Regions from separate parts of the Sus scrofa genome. Here region 1 is linked to region 2. A link is a contact called in public HiChIP or PLAC-seq data. All regions are on one chromosome and are shown on one strand. The core of a region is the stretch at or near the end of the contact, and the rest is flanking DNA. Distances in the headings are between cores, read along the strand shown. Region 1 overlaps LOC100620992 (general transcription factor II-I repeat domain-containing protein 2). Region 2 has its middle 5.7 kb from the start of RFC2.

The links. HiChIP or PLAC-seq counts read pairs in DNA pulled down with a chosen protein or histone mark.
Region 1: an H3K27ac HiChIP or PLAC-seq map of alveolar macrophages shows a contact between it and region 2. The contact joins two enhancer-like sites. A contact is called at or near these places in 1 of 5 promoter capture datasets (fetal skeletal muscle) and 1 of 2 datasets of contacts at active chromatin or transcription factors (alveolar macrophages).

The regions. Positions count from the first base shown.
Region 1 is chr3:11,854,884-11,862,149 of Sscrofa11.1, forward strand. All of the region lies in intron 8 of LOC100620992 (general transcription factor II-I repeat domain-containing protein 2), which reads right to left. Among named protein-coding and RNA genes, the nearest start is that of NCF1, 38 kb to the left of the region's middle. Within about 2 kb of position 4,033, at least 1 of the 83 cell types and tissues checked has an H3K27ac peak or open chromatin away from gene starts, as enhancers often do. A contact at or near this core is called in alveolar macrophages, where this site is marked.
Region 2 is chr3:11,394,729-11,402,129 of Sscrofa11.1, forward strand. No RefSeq gene overlaps it. Among named protein-coding and RNA genes, the nearest start is that of RFC2, 5.7 kb to the left of the region's middle. Within about 2 kb of position 1,968, at least 16 of the 83 cell types and tissues checked have an H3K27ac peak or open chromatin away from gene starts, as enhancers often do. A contact at or near this core is called in alveolar macrophages, where this site is marked.

The sequences.
Region 1 (7,266 bases), core at 2,783-5,282, 460 kb after region 2:
AAAATGACTTTATACTTGGAAATAGTTTTAAGCTTATAGAAAAGTTGCAAAAGAAACTTTTTATACAAAGCAGCTCCATCCACGCTTGACTCAGATAACATAACGTGAACAACGTCCCCTGTTTGTAATCTTTGTCTCTCCCTCCCTCTCTCTCTAGAGAGACATAGATGTAGCTCCACATGCTTTTTTCTTTTCTTTCTTTTTTTCTTTTTAGTGTGGAACCCGCGGCGTATGGAGGTTCCCAGGCTAGGAGTTGAATCAGAACTACAGCTGCCGGTCTACACCACAGCCACAGCAACCCGGGATCCGAGCTGCATCTGTGCCCTACCCCACAGCTTACGGCAACGCCAGATCCTTAAGCCACTGAGCGAGGCCAGGGATTGAACCCACATCTTCATGGATACTAGTCAGGTTTGTTTCTGCTCAGCCACAACGGGAGCTCCCTACTTCTTTTTCTGAAGCATTTGAGGAAAAGTACATACAAAATGCACCTGTATCTCTAAACACTTTGCTGACTGTTTTCGTAGAATAGGGGTATTCTCTCATACGATCGCAGTATAAAGTCACAGAATTTAACACGCAAGACAATCCCTTCATGCCTTTTACCATTCCTACTTCAATTTTGTCAGTTGCCCAAATCTCCTTTAGAGCTTTTCCCTTTCAGGATGGGATCCAGTTGGGGGTCAGGTCTTCTTTTTCGTTGTCACATCCTTTTAATCTCCTTTGATCTGGAATAGTTCTCGTAGCCTGTCTTCATTTTTTATGGCATTGCCATTTCTCAAGAACTGAAACCACCCCCCACCTCCCCCCTAGAATGTTCCTCATTTTGAGTTTGTCTGGTGTCCTTAGGTGAGATTCAGCGGTTTGCATTCTCAGCTGGAATACTGCCTCCAGGATGCCGTGTACCCGGTGTAGCCCAAGCACAGGCACCTGGAATTCGGTGCAGGCAGGCTTTTGAGCTGATTGGTCTCATCCCGCTGTGAAGACATACACCCAGAGTTCCTGCCGAGGCTCAGCAGAAACGAATCTGACTAGTTAGTATCCATGAGGACACAGGTTCAATCCCTGGCCTCGCTCCATGGGTTAAAGATCCGGCATTGCTGTGGCTGTGGTGTAGGCCGGTAGCTGTAGCTCTGATTCGACCTCCAGCCGGGGAACCTCCATATGTCACGGGTATGGCCCTAGAAAGCAAAAAAAAAAAAAGAGGAAATAAACCGCCTTGAGGCCAACATACAGAGGCCATCTTTGGGTCATTTCTAGAAGTAACTCCAGCACTGCATCCTCAAAGTGGTCAGGCTGTCAGCCCAGCCACAAACGAGACAAAAATCAAATCACTTAAATATAAAAGCAAGTCATGTACCCATGTTGAGTCTCATTATATGACTTCACCCAACAGAAGCTAAGGTAGATAATTTTTTTTGTCTTTTTAGGGCCTCACCCGCGGCATATGGAGGTTCCCAGGCTAGGGGTTGAATTGGAGCTGTAGCTGCCTGCCTCCACCACAGCCACAGCAATGCGAGCCCTGAGTCCTGTCTGCGTCCTCATGTATACTAGTCAGGTTGGTTTCCACTGAGCCTGATGGGAACTTCAATAATTTAAAAACAAACTGTCTCTTGTTAGGTTTGAGTCTAAGCAAGATCAAATTTACATTTAAAAAGAAAAAAAAAGAGACAACCAACCCAGAAGTTAGGCCAATGCATTTCTTTTCCTCCTTTTCATTTCAAAACGTCAAAAAAATCCAGAACTAAATATCACATCCAGGAAATTCAATGTAGGTTAACTTTAAAATTCTGACATGCTCTGGAAAGTGGACATGAAGAAGTAAGACCTTTGAAATACTTCAAATGAGGAATTCTTTTAAGGATCACCTTTTGTTTTTGTTTTGCTTTTTTTTTTTTTTTTTTGGCTGCATCTGAGGCAGGTGGAAAATCCTGGGCCAGAGATCGAACCCAGCCACAGTAGTGACCCAAGCTGATGCAGTGACAATGCTAGATCCTTAACCTACTGCACCACAAGGGAACTCCTCAAAGGATCAGTTTTTGAAGGACCTGCTTACAGATTTCGTCATCAAATTTGGCTAGAGGTGTGCATTCATAGTCATCCCGTAAAGTAAAAAAGGCAAAAATAAGTGAGTGGCAATGAAATTCAGACATCCGCTACGACATGGATGAACCTTGCTACCTTATGCTTAGTGAAATAAGGAAGTCACAAAAGGACAAATACTGTATGATTCCACTTATATGAGGCACCACAAATAGGGAAATGCATAGATAATTACAGCTTTGTAGTAGGTTTTGAAATCAGGAAGTACACACCTTCCAACTTTGCTATTTTTCAAGACTGTTTGGGCTATTTGGGGTCCGTTGCATTTCCACATGAATCTTAGGGAAGTTTCTCCAGTCCACAAATACTCGATGTCTTTCCATTTGTTTCTTCTTTAATGGCTTTCAACACTCTCTTGTAGTTTTCAGTGTATACGTCTTACACTTCTTTGGTTAAATGTATTCCCCAGTATTTTCTTTTCTTTTTTTTTTTTTTTCCAAGTATTCTTTTTGATGCTATAGCAAGTGGAATTTTTTTGAGTACACTTTTTGATTGCTCATTGCTAACATATGGAAATACAGTTGATTTTTGTATATTGACCTGGCATCCTGCAACGTTGCTGAAGTCCTTTATTAGCTCTAATTTGTGTTTTTATATCCCTTGGGGTTCTGTATACAGGATCCTGCCATCTGCAAAAAGAGACAGTTTTGCATCTTCCTTCCCAATTGAGAGGCCTTTTGTTATCTTACCTACCTGCCCCACCTAGAACCTCCTGTACAAAGTTGAAAAGAAGGGACACAAACAGCCATCCTTGTCTTGTTTCTGGTCTTAAGGGGAAAGCCTTCAGTCTTTTCATCATCAAGTATAACATGAACTCTACAGAGGTTTTTTTTTGGTAGATGCTCTTAATTATGTTGAGAAAGTTCCCTTCAATTCCTAGTTTGTTGAGCAGTTTTGTTTTGTCATGAGAGGGGGTAGTATTTTGTCAAATGCCTTTTTCCTACATCTATGGGAAAAATCCCTGTGCTTTTTGTCTTTTATGCCTCATGTTGTTATTCCCTTGGTTGATTTCCGTAGGTTGAACCAAGTAGGATCGATCGCACTTGGTCACTGTACGGTCAGGCCATTCAGGAGGGTTGTTCTCTGGCTCTCTGTACATCCCCTGCTCAACCACTCTCTGCTGCACCCACGTGACTATCTGATCTTTTTTTTTTTGCCATTTCTTGGGCCACTCCCACAGCATATGGAGGTTCCCAGGCTAGGGGTCTAATCAGAGCTGTAGCCACCAGCCTACGCCAGAGCCGCAGCAAGTCGGGATCCAAGCCACATCTGCAGCCTGTATCACAGCTCACGGCAATGCCGGATCCTTAACCCACTGAGCAAGGCCAGGGATCGAACCCACAACCTCACAGTTCCTAGTCGGATTTGTTAACCACTGAGCCACGACGGGAACTCCTCCGATCTTCTTATTTAAAGGGCTTCATCAGTGACATGCCTGCCCCCGGCTGGTTTCCCTGGGAACTGGTTGGCCAACCCGATGTCAATTCCCGCATCAATGGTAGCCTCCGTCTCTGTGTGTGAGGGTTGTTGTTATTATGTCTTGGGCCACCTGCTACCCAGGGTGGGGCTGTCACACCGGGATCTTGCTTCAGGTATGTAAAATTCACCTGTCCAACAAACCACCGCCTTTTCTATCATGGTATCTGGGTTCTTTTTTCTGTCTCATGGCAGGGCAACTACAAAGGCTTGCAGGCCGGGGTGGGGGTGCAGCGTCACCATGTATAATCCTCGGTAGATGTTCCTGGATTCATTTATTGAGGATTTTTTTTTTTTTTTTTGGCCACACCCGTGGCATGTGACATTCCCAGGCCACCAGGGATCAAACCCGAGCCACAGCAGTGACCCCAGCCTCGAAGGGACCACGCTGGATCCTTAACCTTGCACCACAAGGGAACTCTGGCCGGAAGTGTTTTGGTGACTCATTCACATGCTATACTTGTTATGTGACTTCACATTTTGTGTTGTATCTTCGGTCAGTTTCAGTAGTCTGTCCATTTCCTCTAGGTTGCTTCATTTGTGGGCGTACAACTGTTCAGGATTTGCAGTAGGCCGGTGGTCCCCCCAAAATAACCAAAACCTGTGAGGATATCATTGTTACGTGGCAAGGGGCGGCTCGTTCGCAGATGGGCTGAAGCGTGCTCAGCCGCTACCCTGCCGAAAAGATGCTGCTGCGTTATCCAGCTGGCTCACGGTAATCAGTGTGAGGGGCATTAAATGTGGGAAAGGCACGCGGAGGAGTCCGCGCAGGAGGGGTGTGATACGAGGAGGACTGTGTTAGTGCCTTGATCTCGGGGTTTTTGCATCCGAGTTCCCTCGGCCTGGAACGCTCCTCCCCTGCATCGTGCAGTGTCCGCCGGGAGGAAAACGGAGTGGTTACTGATACTCTTGCATCCATCAATGTCAAGTATATCTCAGCAGAGCTTGTACTGTGTGCTCTTCACTTCCAGGGGCCCTGGCCATGGGGGTCCCTGCACATGCAGAAGACCTGTGGGGCTTCTGAGGGCTTCATGTGGGCCAAAATGTTATGTGCACATGCGTGTCAGGGGTCTTCGGAGAGATCTGTGGTCCTGGTTGGGAGGGGATGGGGAATCAGATTGTCACATATACGTCGAGGTGCTTCTGAGCACTGGCAGGGCCGTAATTGACTTCCCTGGGGGCTTCCCAAGGGCCAGTTGCTGTTCTGAGTGGGTCACAAGGTTGTCTTTTTGAATTTAAAAATATCTCCCTTCCTTAAAGGATACAGAAAGACAGCAGTACTTCAGCATGTGAGTCTCTAACCTAAATGGCTACAAAAGCATTCAGTGCTATGGAATATAGGTCATGATGTCAGACAATTTGGAACTTTTTGGTTTCAAGAAGGAAGCTGATGGAGTTTCCGCTGTGGCACGGTGGATTCATGATCTGGTTTGTCTCTGTGGTGTTGCTCGTTCAATTCCCGATCCGGTGCAGTGGGTTAAGGATTCAGCATTGCTGCAGCTGCAGCTGTGGTGTAGGTTGCAAGTTCCGCTTGGATTGATCCCTGGCGCAGGAACTTCCATAAGCCTTGGGTGCAGCTGAAAAGGGGGTGGGGGAGGAAAGAAAGCAAGCTGTTCTACAAACATCTTTTTTTTTTTTTTGGTCTTTTCAGGGCTGCACCCACGGCATATGGAGGTTCCCAGGCTAGGGGTCTAATTGGAGCTGTTGCTGCCGGCCTATGCCAGGGCCACAGCATTGCCAGATCCGAGCTGCATTTGCAATCTACACCACAGCTCACAGCAACACTGAATCCTTAACCCGCTGGGCGAGGCCAGGGATTGAACCCGCAACCTCATGGTTCCTAGACAGAATCATTCTGCTGTGCCACGATGGGAACTCCTTTTCTTTTCTTTCTTTCCTTTTTTTTTTTTACAAACATCTCTCTTTTTTTGGGGGGGTGTCTTTTTTTGCCTTTTCTAGAGCCGCTTCCTGCAGCATATGGAGGTTCCCAGGCTAGGGGTCTAATCAGAGCTGTAGCCACCAGCCTACGCCAGAGCCACAGCAACGAGAGATCTGAGCCACGTCTGCAACCTACACCAAGCTCATGGCAATGCCAGATCCTTAACCCACTGAGCAAGGCCAGGGGTTGAACCTGCAACCTCATAGTTCCTAGTGAGGATTCATTAACCACTGCATCAGGACAGGAACTCCTACAAACATCTCCTGAATAGCTCTGTCATTTCTAAGCCAAGCAGGAGACAGATGATAAATTCACACATTTAACTTAAATGATTTTCTTCAAATAATGTACTTCTTTCTGAAAAATTAGAACAATTACAGATCTAATCATTTATTTTTTAGATAAATAATAAATAAAAATAGATCTAACCATTTATTTATTTCACTGCTGGCTTTGGAACAGAATCTGTAAGTATCCTATCTAACTGGATACAATTTGATCAATACCAAGATTGTTAAAGTTCAAAAAAATATTCTTGAGAGTCAAGATATGATTTAATTATAAGTATTTGTGCAGAACAACAGAAATTTAGGAGTTCTCTTGTGGCACAGGGGTTAAGGATTGGCGTTGTCACTGCCAAGGCTCAGGTTGCCACTGTGGTGTGGGTTCTATCCCTGGCCTGGGAACTTCCACATGCTGCAGGTGTGTCCCCACCCCAGACCCCCCCAAAAAAACAAAAACCAAAAGCCCCCCTAAACGTAGTAATTTAGAAACAGATGTTATGACTCTTGTTTGTGAGGGTCACGCTCAGTTCAAGCACCTGCGAGAGCCTGGTGTGTAGAAAGCCCTGGTTGGGAGTAAGAGGCTGTGTTTCCTGCCCAGAGTGGCCACTAGCTGGGGGAGTCTTCAGCGAAAGCAGGACTGGGACACAGCAGGTCATGCTAAATGCTGGAGGCTCCCAGCAGGAGCTGAGATTCTGACCATGCCCAGAAAGAAGGGGGCATTCATGAGTCTGCAGGGCAGGAACGGAGTCACAGGGAGGGATCAGCTTTTACACGAGCTCCTGGAAGGCAGCTTCAGGGCACGTTCAGGAAATCACAGACCAAGCGGAATCGAGGTGGGTGATGGTGGGGGAGGCAGATGAAATGAGGGAGGTCAGAAGAGCAGAAGGAATGGAATGTGGAAGGAAGCTGGGACTCTACGGTGATAAGGAGCCACAGACCATGGCGGGAGGAGGGGGGGTTGGGGTCAGGTGGACAGAGCCCAGTTTTCAAAGAAGAAATGAGCGGGGTAAAGTGGGGGATCGGATGGATTGAAAAGGGCTCCTCTGCCCAGAGGAAAGGAGATTGGCCACAAGGAGGTGGGAGTGGGGCTGGGATGGTGGGGTTGGCTCAGGACAGAGCAATTACAACAGACCTGGTCTCTGCCTTTAGATTTTTTTTGTTTTCAGCCATGCCTGGGGCATGTGGAAGTTCCTGGACCAGGGATCGAACCCTCACCAGAGCAGCCACCCAAGCTGCTGTAGTGACAACACTGCATTCTTAAACCCACTGCACCACAGGAGAACGCCTGCCTTCAGATTTTTCTGCAAAAGGTTTTCTAGTAAAACAGAGCTGTGTACTAATGCTGCAGGAAAATTCCCAAGATTTGGTAGGAAGCATTTGCAGTCTGATGGTGTTTGAAGATGTAACTGCAAATCGCCCAGCCATCGGCCTCCGTTCACAGCGGAGAGCGAAGGTGGAGCAAGG
Region 2 (7,401 bases), core at 718-3,217:
AGTGGGTTAACGATCCGGCGTTTCCGTGAGCTGTGGTGTAGGTTGCAGACGCGGCTCGGATCCCACATTGCTGTGGCTCTGGCGTAGGCTGGCGGCTACAGCTCCGATTCGCCCCCTAGCCTGGGAACCTCCATATGCCGCGGGAGCGGCCCAAAGAAATAGCAAAAAAAAAGCCAAAAAAAAAAAAAAAAGTTATTGCCAGTTGGGCATGAACCTCAAATGACCAAGATTCTGAAGCAGTTTCTTTTAATGATGGTAATGATTCAAGTCTCCAGCTTCAAAACTAACTGTGTTTCTCATCTCTCCTTTTACATGATTTGAGAAAAAACTACTTGAAGTTGGCTCTAGCTCTTCATTCCCCTTCATACTAATAGAACCATCCTGTATATTTTTAGAATCACTATTCACCAGTCCTTTCTTTCTCTGGAGGAGATAATACACATTTCCTTGAAATATAAGCTTTTCTTGAAATGTCTCTTTGTGGTTTTCCCTTGGAATTTTTCCCATGTGGTAATATTTGTTATAGTCAGTTATCTCTCTCACACACATATGCACAGTTTAGAAACTAAGCAGGCAACCTGTTGGTGGGCCCTGGACACTGATTTCACTGATGTGCTTTAAATGCCAGGAGAATCAGAAGGTGACCTTTGGGGCAGAACTGCACCATCAGGGCATTTTTCCTCTCTCTGGACTGAGCCTTCTGTGTTTGCTGGACTTGGGCCCAGACAGAGCTTCCTTCTTAAAAGCTCCAGCCACTCCCCTAGGGCCACACAGCAGCCACATGGGGCAACCAGGGAATATTGGGGAAACCCCAGGCTCTGGTCAAAGGGCAAGGGGCATCCACGTGAACCCTCCTCTTCTTTCCTAACAAATGTGTGAAATCCCTGGAAATTAAATTCATACCCAGCCTGAGCTCCCAGACTTTTTTTTTTCTTTCTGTTCAAGCCCACGACATACAGAAGTACCTGGCCCAGGGATCGAACTGGTGCCACAGCAGTGACAGTGCCAGATCCTTAACTGCTAGGCCACCAGGGAACTCTTCCAAGACTCTTGTCACAAGAAGGCAATTAGTTGGAGAAAATAGGAAAGATGTGGAAAGGAGAAAATGGAAAACAAAAGCCTTTCCCTAAAGCCAGAGGCTTTCAATCAAATTTGTCAAATGGGATAGGCAACAAATCTTGGTTAAAATGACACTTTAGGAGTTCCCTGGTGGCCTAGTGGGTTGAAGGCCTGTTAGCACTGCTGTGGCTCAGGTCACTGCTGTGGCGTGGGTTCGATCCTTGGCCCGGACACTTTTGCATGCTATGGGGGGGAGGCCAAAATAATAACAACAACAATAAAAAATAATAAAATGACACCTCTAACATGGCATTGAAGGACATAGGGTTGGAAATTTGGTGGCATTTCCAGGCCAGGATGACCATAAACTCCTGCTTTCCACCCTCTCGTAGCCTCCATTGACCCAGGATGTGCGCCTACTTGAGGCTGTTTGCTTTGTTTACACTGAAGTTTTAAAAATTCATTTGCTGTTTCCCAAAGGATTTCTTTATGAATTTTAGCTCTTTTTTAAAATGGTGATCCTATCACTGAAATAATTGTTTGCCCTCAGACACTGCGGTCTTCTATCACCAGTAGTGTTTTTCTAACATTCTCATTAGCATTTTCAATATTAAAAAGCTCATTATGTAGAGAAAAAGCCTATATCCTAAATATACCTACACTATAAGGATTTGTCATTTGAGTAACACTTGTCCTCAAGAATTGTACTGATTAGGTTTGCGGGATTTGGAAGCTGGTAGAAATAATCATTTAGCCCGACTCTTGGTTTCTGTCTGTCTAACGATATTGATTGAGAGCCTGCAGCCACTGTCATGGGCACTGGGGTGTGAAACAGGGCCAGCTTCCGCCCTTAAGGAGCTTGCACGGTAGGGAGGGAAAGACACACCAAGCAGCCAATCGTAGTTCCTTAATTGTGATTACGAGGTGTTAGGAAAAGCCCTGATTGGCTGTTAGAATGTCAGCCACAGGTGCCATCCCACCTGGGCGGTCAGGAAGGGGTTTTCTGGGGAGGAGTCCTTAGACCTGAGATCTGAATGCTGCATCTGAGCTTTGAATGTCTGTTGGCTTTGCCTGGAAGGTACCTCTTCACACCCTCCCTCTCTCCCTTTGCTGTCTTTCCTGTCACCGTGTTTATCGCTTTGTTGTGTTACCCACAATTATCTGGATCTAGCGCCTTGTTTATTCTTTGAACCTCCCCCCGCCGCCCCCACCCGAGAGCGACCCTCCTTAAGAACAGGAGCTCTGTCCTGCTCAGCATCTTCTCCCTGTGTTGCCCAGAGCACCTGCCCAGAGAAGGTGCTGCATTTGCCCTGAAGGGATGAGTGACTGAACAACAGCGGGACTGACCAATCAATCTGGGATGAGTGGGCGTGGGAGTTGGAGAGAGAGGAGGCCTGCAGGGGCCAGACCGCGTGAGACCAGGATGTTGGGTAAAAGCCGCCAGACCCAGTTTACGTTTCGATGGCTCTGGTTGCCATGCGTCAGTGGTCTGGAGGGACGTGTGTGTGAAGGAAATGCCAGCAGCAGTCTGTGTGCTACTGTTGTGATCTTTTAGTCTCTAAGTTTTAAATTGTAAAACATTCCACATATACTGAAAATTATATCAACATTCATGTACTCACCACCAAGACATATTAAAAATTTGCTCATGGAGTTCCCGTTATGGCTCAGTGGTAATGAACTTGATTAGTATCCACTAGGATTCGGGTTTGATGCCTGGCCTTGCTCAGTAGGGTAAGGATATGATGTTGCCGTGAGCTGTGGTGTAGGCAGTCAGCTGTAATAACTCTGATTCCACCCCTAGGGTGAAGAACTTCCGTATGCTGCAGGCGTGGCCCTAAAAAGACAAAAAACAAAAAAAACAAAAAAACAAAACTTTTGCTCCTTTTATTTATTTAATTAACTTTTTTGGCCATGTTTGTGGCATATGTGAGTTCCAAGGGCAGGGATCGAACCCTCAACACAGTTGTGACCTGTGCCACAGTTGTAGCAACGCCAGATCCTTAATCCACTGGACCACATAGGAACTTCCAGCAAAGTTTTTGGATTTGTCTCTTCAGATCTGTTTCCTCTTCTAGAATGTAAACTCCATGAGAGTGGAGTTGTGGTCCTTTTTCACTGCCTGGCACAGAGGAGGTGCTCAAGAAAACTTGCCAAGTGGGTGTATTCGTTTTCTGCCATAGAGTATTCCATGGTGTTCTGAGGTACTTTAAGGTAGATACCTAGAAATGAACCACTCAGTCCTAGATAAGGGCATCTTTCATTTATGAGAGTCATTCAGATGATTTTCTGGAGAAGGTCTCCAGGTAAATCCTCACAGAATACTCAGGGTCAAGGTAGAGGCAAAACCTAAGCCCGGAGTTCCCGTCGTGGCGCAGTGGTTAACGGATCCGACTAGGGACCATGAGGTTGCGGGTTCGGTCCCTGCCCTTGCTCAGTGGGTTAATGATCCGGCGTTTCCGTGAGCTGTGGTGTAGGTTGCAGACGCGGCTCGGATCCCGCATTGCTGTGGCTCTGGCGTAGGCCGGTGGCTACAGCTCCAATTGGACCCCTAGCCTGGGAACCTTCATATGCCACGGGAGCGGCCCAAGAAATAGCTAAAAAGACAAAAAAAAAAAAAAGCAAAAAAACAACCTAAGCCCTACAGGGCCCCCTATCTATGTCTTACCTCCACGCAGCCGTCTCTCTGGCCTCCCTTTCTACCTGCCACCCTGCTCTCTCTCATACAGTCAATTCCAGACACACGGCCCTCCTTGCTCTAGATAAAAAGGGCCAAGCACACCCCCCATACACACACCCCAGGACCTTTGCACGTGCTATGCCCTCAGATGTCCGCCTGTCTCCTTGCCTCATTCTGGTCTCTGCTCTGTGTCATCTAGTCACCCAGACTTCCCTGGTCCCCTCCTCCCACCAGTACCCCCCCCCCCGCCGCTTTCCTTTCTCTGTATCATCGATGATAAATTAAGGGATCGTCTCCTTAATTTCTCTCTGATCTTTTTTTTCTGTAACCTAACTCTAGCTGATAAATATGTATCGTGCGTGTACTGTGTGTGTGGCCTCACGTAGAATGTTTCATTATGGCAAGGATTTTCCCCATCTCAGTCATTGCTGTCGCCGGTGTCTCGGTGCTTGGCAGACACTGACACACATTTTCGGAATGAATGAATGGTCCCAGGGCGTTTTAGAATGACAGACACGATGGAGTAAGGGAGAATTTTGCATTAGTATTTTTCTATAGCACTGGCTCATAATTGTTACTCATTTTGTTTGTTTGTTTGTTTTTGTTTTTGTTTTTTGTCTTTTTTGGCTGCCCCGGGGCATTTGGAGTTCTCAGGCCAGGGATCAGATCAGAGCCACAGTCATGATCTAAGCTGCAGCTGCGGCAACTCTAGCTCCTTAACCCACTGAGCTGGGCTGGGAATGGAATGTGTGTCCCAGCGCTCCTACGATGCCACCTATCTTGTTGTGCCACAGCGAGAACTCCTGTGTTTGCTGTTTTAAGAGAACTTCGCATATTAGTGTCTAACGGAAATTTATGACTCTCATTTAAAAGGTAAAATTGAATTAAGTTAAACTTGTGATTTTAAGGTGAAATCTTACTAAATTTATAAATAGTATTAGGATATTTAAGAGAAGTTGAGATTCAGCATATTGCAAGTTTGCTATTAGATTTATAAGATGTACTTAAGTACTCGGTTTGTCAGATAACTGAGACACTTAGAGAACTGAGTGTATTAAATTTGTAAAGGTAGTTTAAAATGTTTAAGAGAATTTATACTTCATCTAAAAAGACCCTTAAAAGTCCCTGTCAGAATTAGCTAGAGTTAGAAAAGGAAAATTAGGGTTTGTAGAGTGACCTCGAAAGCTCGAGGAAGAACAAGATTTTTCAAGGGTCAGTTTCACCAGTCAAAAACAAAATCTTAAGTTAAAAAAAAAAAAAATTAAGTAATTTTGCAGATAAAGTTTTCAGTACACAAAAGTGGTCTCAGGGCCCACCAGAAACCCGCCATCTGCTCTGGGTATTGTCCTGCGTCCCACAGCGCTGATACAGTGTACCCTCCTCCCGGCAGCTCTGGTCACTGCGAAGGTGCAGGTTTCATCCCCAGCCCAGCACAGTGGGTTACAGCTTTGCCACAGGTACAGCTGTGGCTTGGATTCAGTCCCTGGCCTGGGAACTTCTGTGTGTCTTGGGTGTAGCCATAAAATTAAAAAACCCAACACACACACATATGTATGTATGCGCATGTGTATAAAAGACCTTCATTTTTCTTCACAAGGTGGCATTTTAGAGGGGGTGGGACGAGGGGCAGAGAGCCCACCCTGCTTTAAGCGAGTCCTGGAGTAGCAGACTTTTAATAACCCTCCCAGAGAACCAGCCAGTCCACAAAAATGCAGTTTCCAGTTCAGTGCCGCCTGTATGCAAAGTTTTTCATTGCAACTGTTTCGTTAAATTTTAACAATTGGGAAATTTTGAAACCTGCTTTACGCACTTCCTTGCCGTCTTCTCTTCTTTTTTTTTTTAAATGAGAGTTACAACATTTATTTCAGATTCTCTCTCTCTCTCTTTTTTTTTTTTTTTTTTGGCCCACCTGCACCAGGTGGAAGCTCAGAGGCCAGGGATCGCACCTGTGATACAGCAGCGACCCGAGCCACAGCCGTGACAACCCAGGCGCCTTAAGGCACTGGGCCAACGGAGAACCACGCCCCCCCCTTTTTTCAGAATTACATTTGTTTGTTTTAACACACTTCCTTGCCTTCTTAAAATAAAATTGGATGGAATGCTTCCCAGGGCCTTAGGGTTTTCACAACAGGGGCTGCATGGTGTGTGTGGTGTGATGGGGGCCTGATCTCAGGGCTGTGGGGTGAGCTGAACCATTTGCCCCGACTCTTCAGAGCCTAGATCATTAGGCTGTTTGAAATTTTTTACTTCTAATTTTGTTTTGTGGGTTTATTCATCCAAGCTCCCATGCTTCCTGTTCTCAGGGGCCGTGTCTGCCCCCGGCCTCCCGGCGGCTACGGCTCAGTCTCTCAAGCCACTAGTGGACAGGGGGCCAGAACTTGAAGTTTATTCTGGGTATGTCTCAGCTACCCCTCCACCAATAATGTTAAAATCACTGCATTTTTGGAAGTTCCCATTGTGGCACAGCAGAAACAATCCGACTAGTAACCATGAGGTTTCAGGTTCGATCTCTGGCCTTGCTCAGTGGGTTGAGGATCCAGCGTTGCCGTGAGCTGTGGTGTAGGCCGTAGGCGTGGCTCAGATCCAACATTGCTGTGGCGTGTGGCGTAGGCCGGCATCTGTATCTCCAATTTGACCCCTAGCCTGGAAGCTTCCATGTGCTGAGAGTGCAGCCCTAAAAAAAAAAAAAAAAAAAAAATTACATTTTAACATCATGCAGATGAGAGATGAGAGAGCATACTTTTGTTTGCCAATCTGGTGTGCATATATATATACATACATACGTATATCACATGTCATATACATGTTGTGTATAAACTATATAACGTGTATATGTCATTGCTATTTTCACTTTCATTTTCTTGAGAATTTCCCTTTTAATATGTGTGTTGGCCTTTTCCTCTTGTGTGACTTGCCTGTCCAGTTTTCTGTTCCGTGCACATCATAAAGTCCCTTCGGAGAGCCCTGGGTCAGTTTCTAGCAATGCTTTGGAACTAGACATCCTTTGACCCAGAAACTGGTCTGAAGGACACGTCTCCACATGGGCACAGAGATATAGCGGGAGGATAACACTCGCTGTAGCGGTTCAGAAGGGGTGCAGACAGCGAATGATAGAAGTGTCCATCTGCAGTGGAGAGAGTAGGTAAATCACGGTATAGTCATGCTGCACAGTCCCTAAACACGAAGGCCCAGATCCACATACACTGACAGGAAAAAGGAAAAGGTCTCCAAGCAAAAAAAAAAAAAAAAAAAAAAAAAAAAGAAAAAAGGCACAGGCAGGAGTTCTCTTGTGGTGCAGCAGGTTAAGGATCCCATGTTGTCACTGCAGCAGCTTGGGTCCTGGTCATGACAAGGGTTCGATCCTTGGCCGGGGAACTTCCACATGCCATGGGTATGGCCAAAAATAAGCAAAAAGTCACAGGAAAAACATAATCTGGTGTATTTAAAAATAAATGCGACCTGGAGTTCCCGTCATGGCTCAGTGGTTAAGGAATCCTACTAGGAACCATGAGGTTGCCAGTTCAATCCCTGGCCTCACTCAGTGGACTAAGGATCCGGTGTTGCTGTGAGCTGTGGTGTAGGTCGCAGAGGAGGCTCAGATCTGGCATTGCTGTGGCTCTGGCGTAGGCCGATGGCTACAGCTCCAATTGGACCCCTGGCCT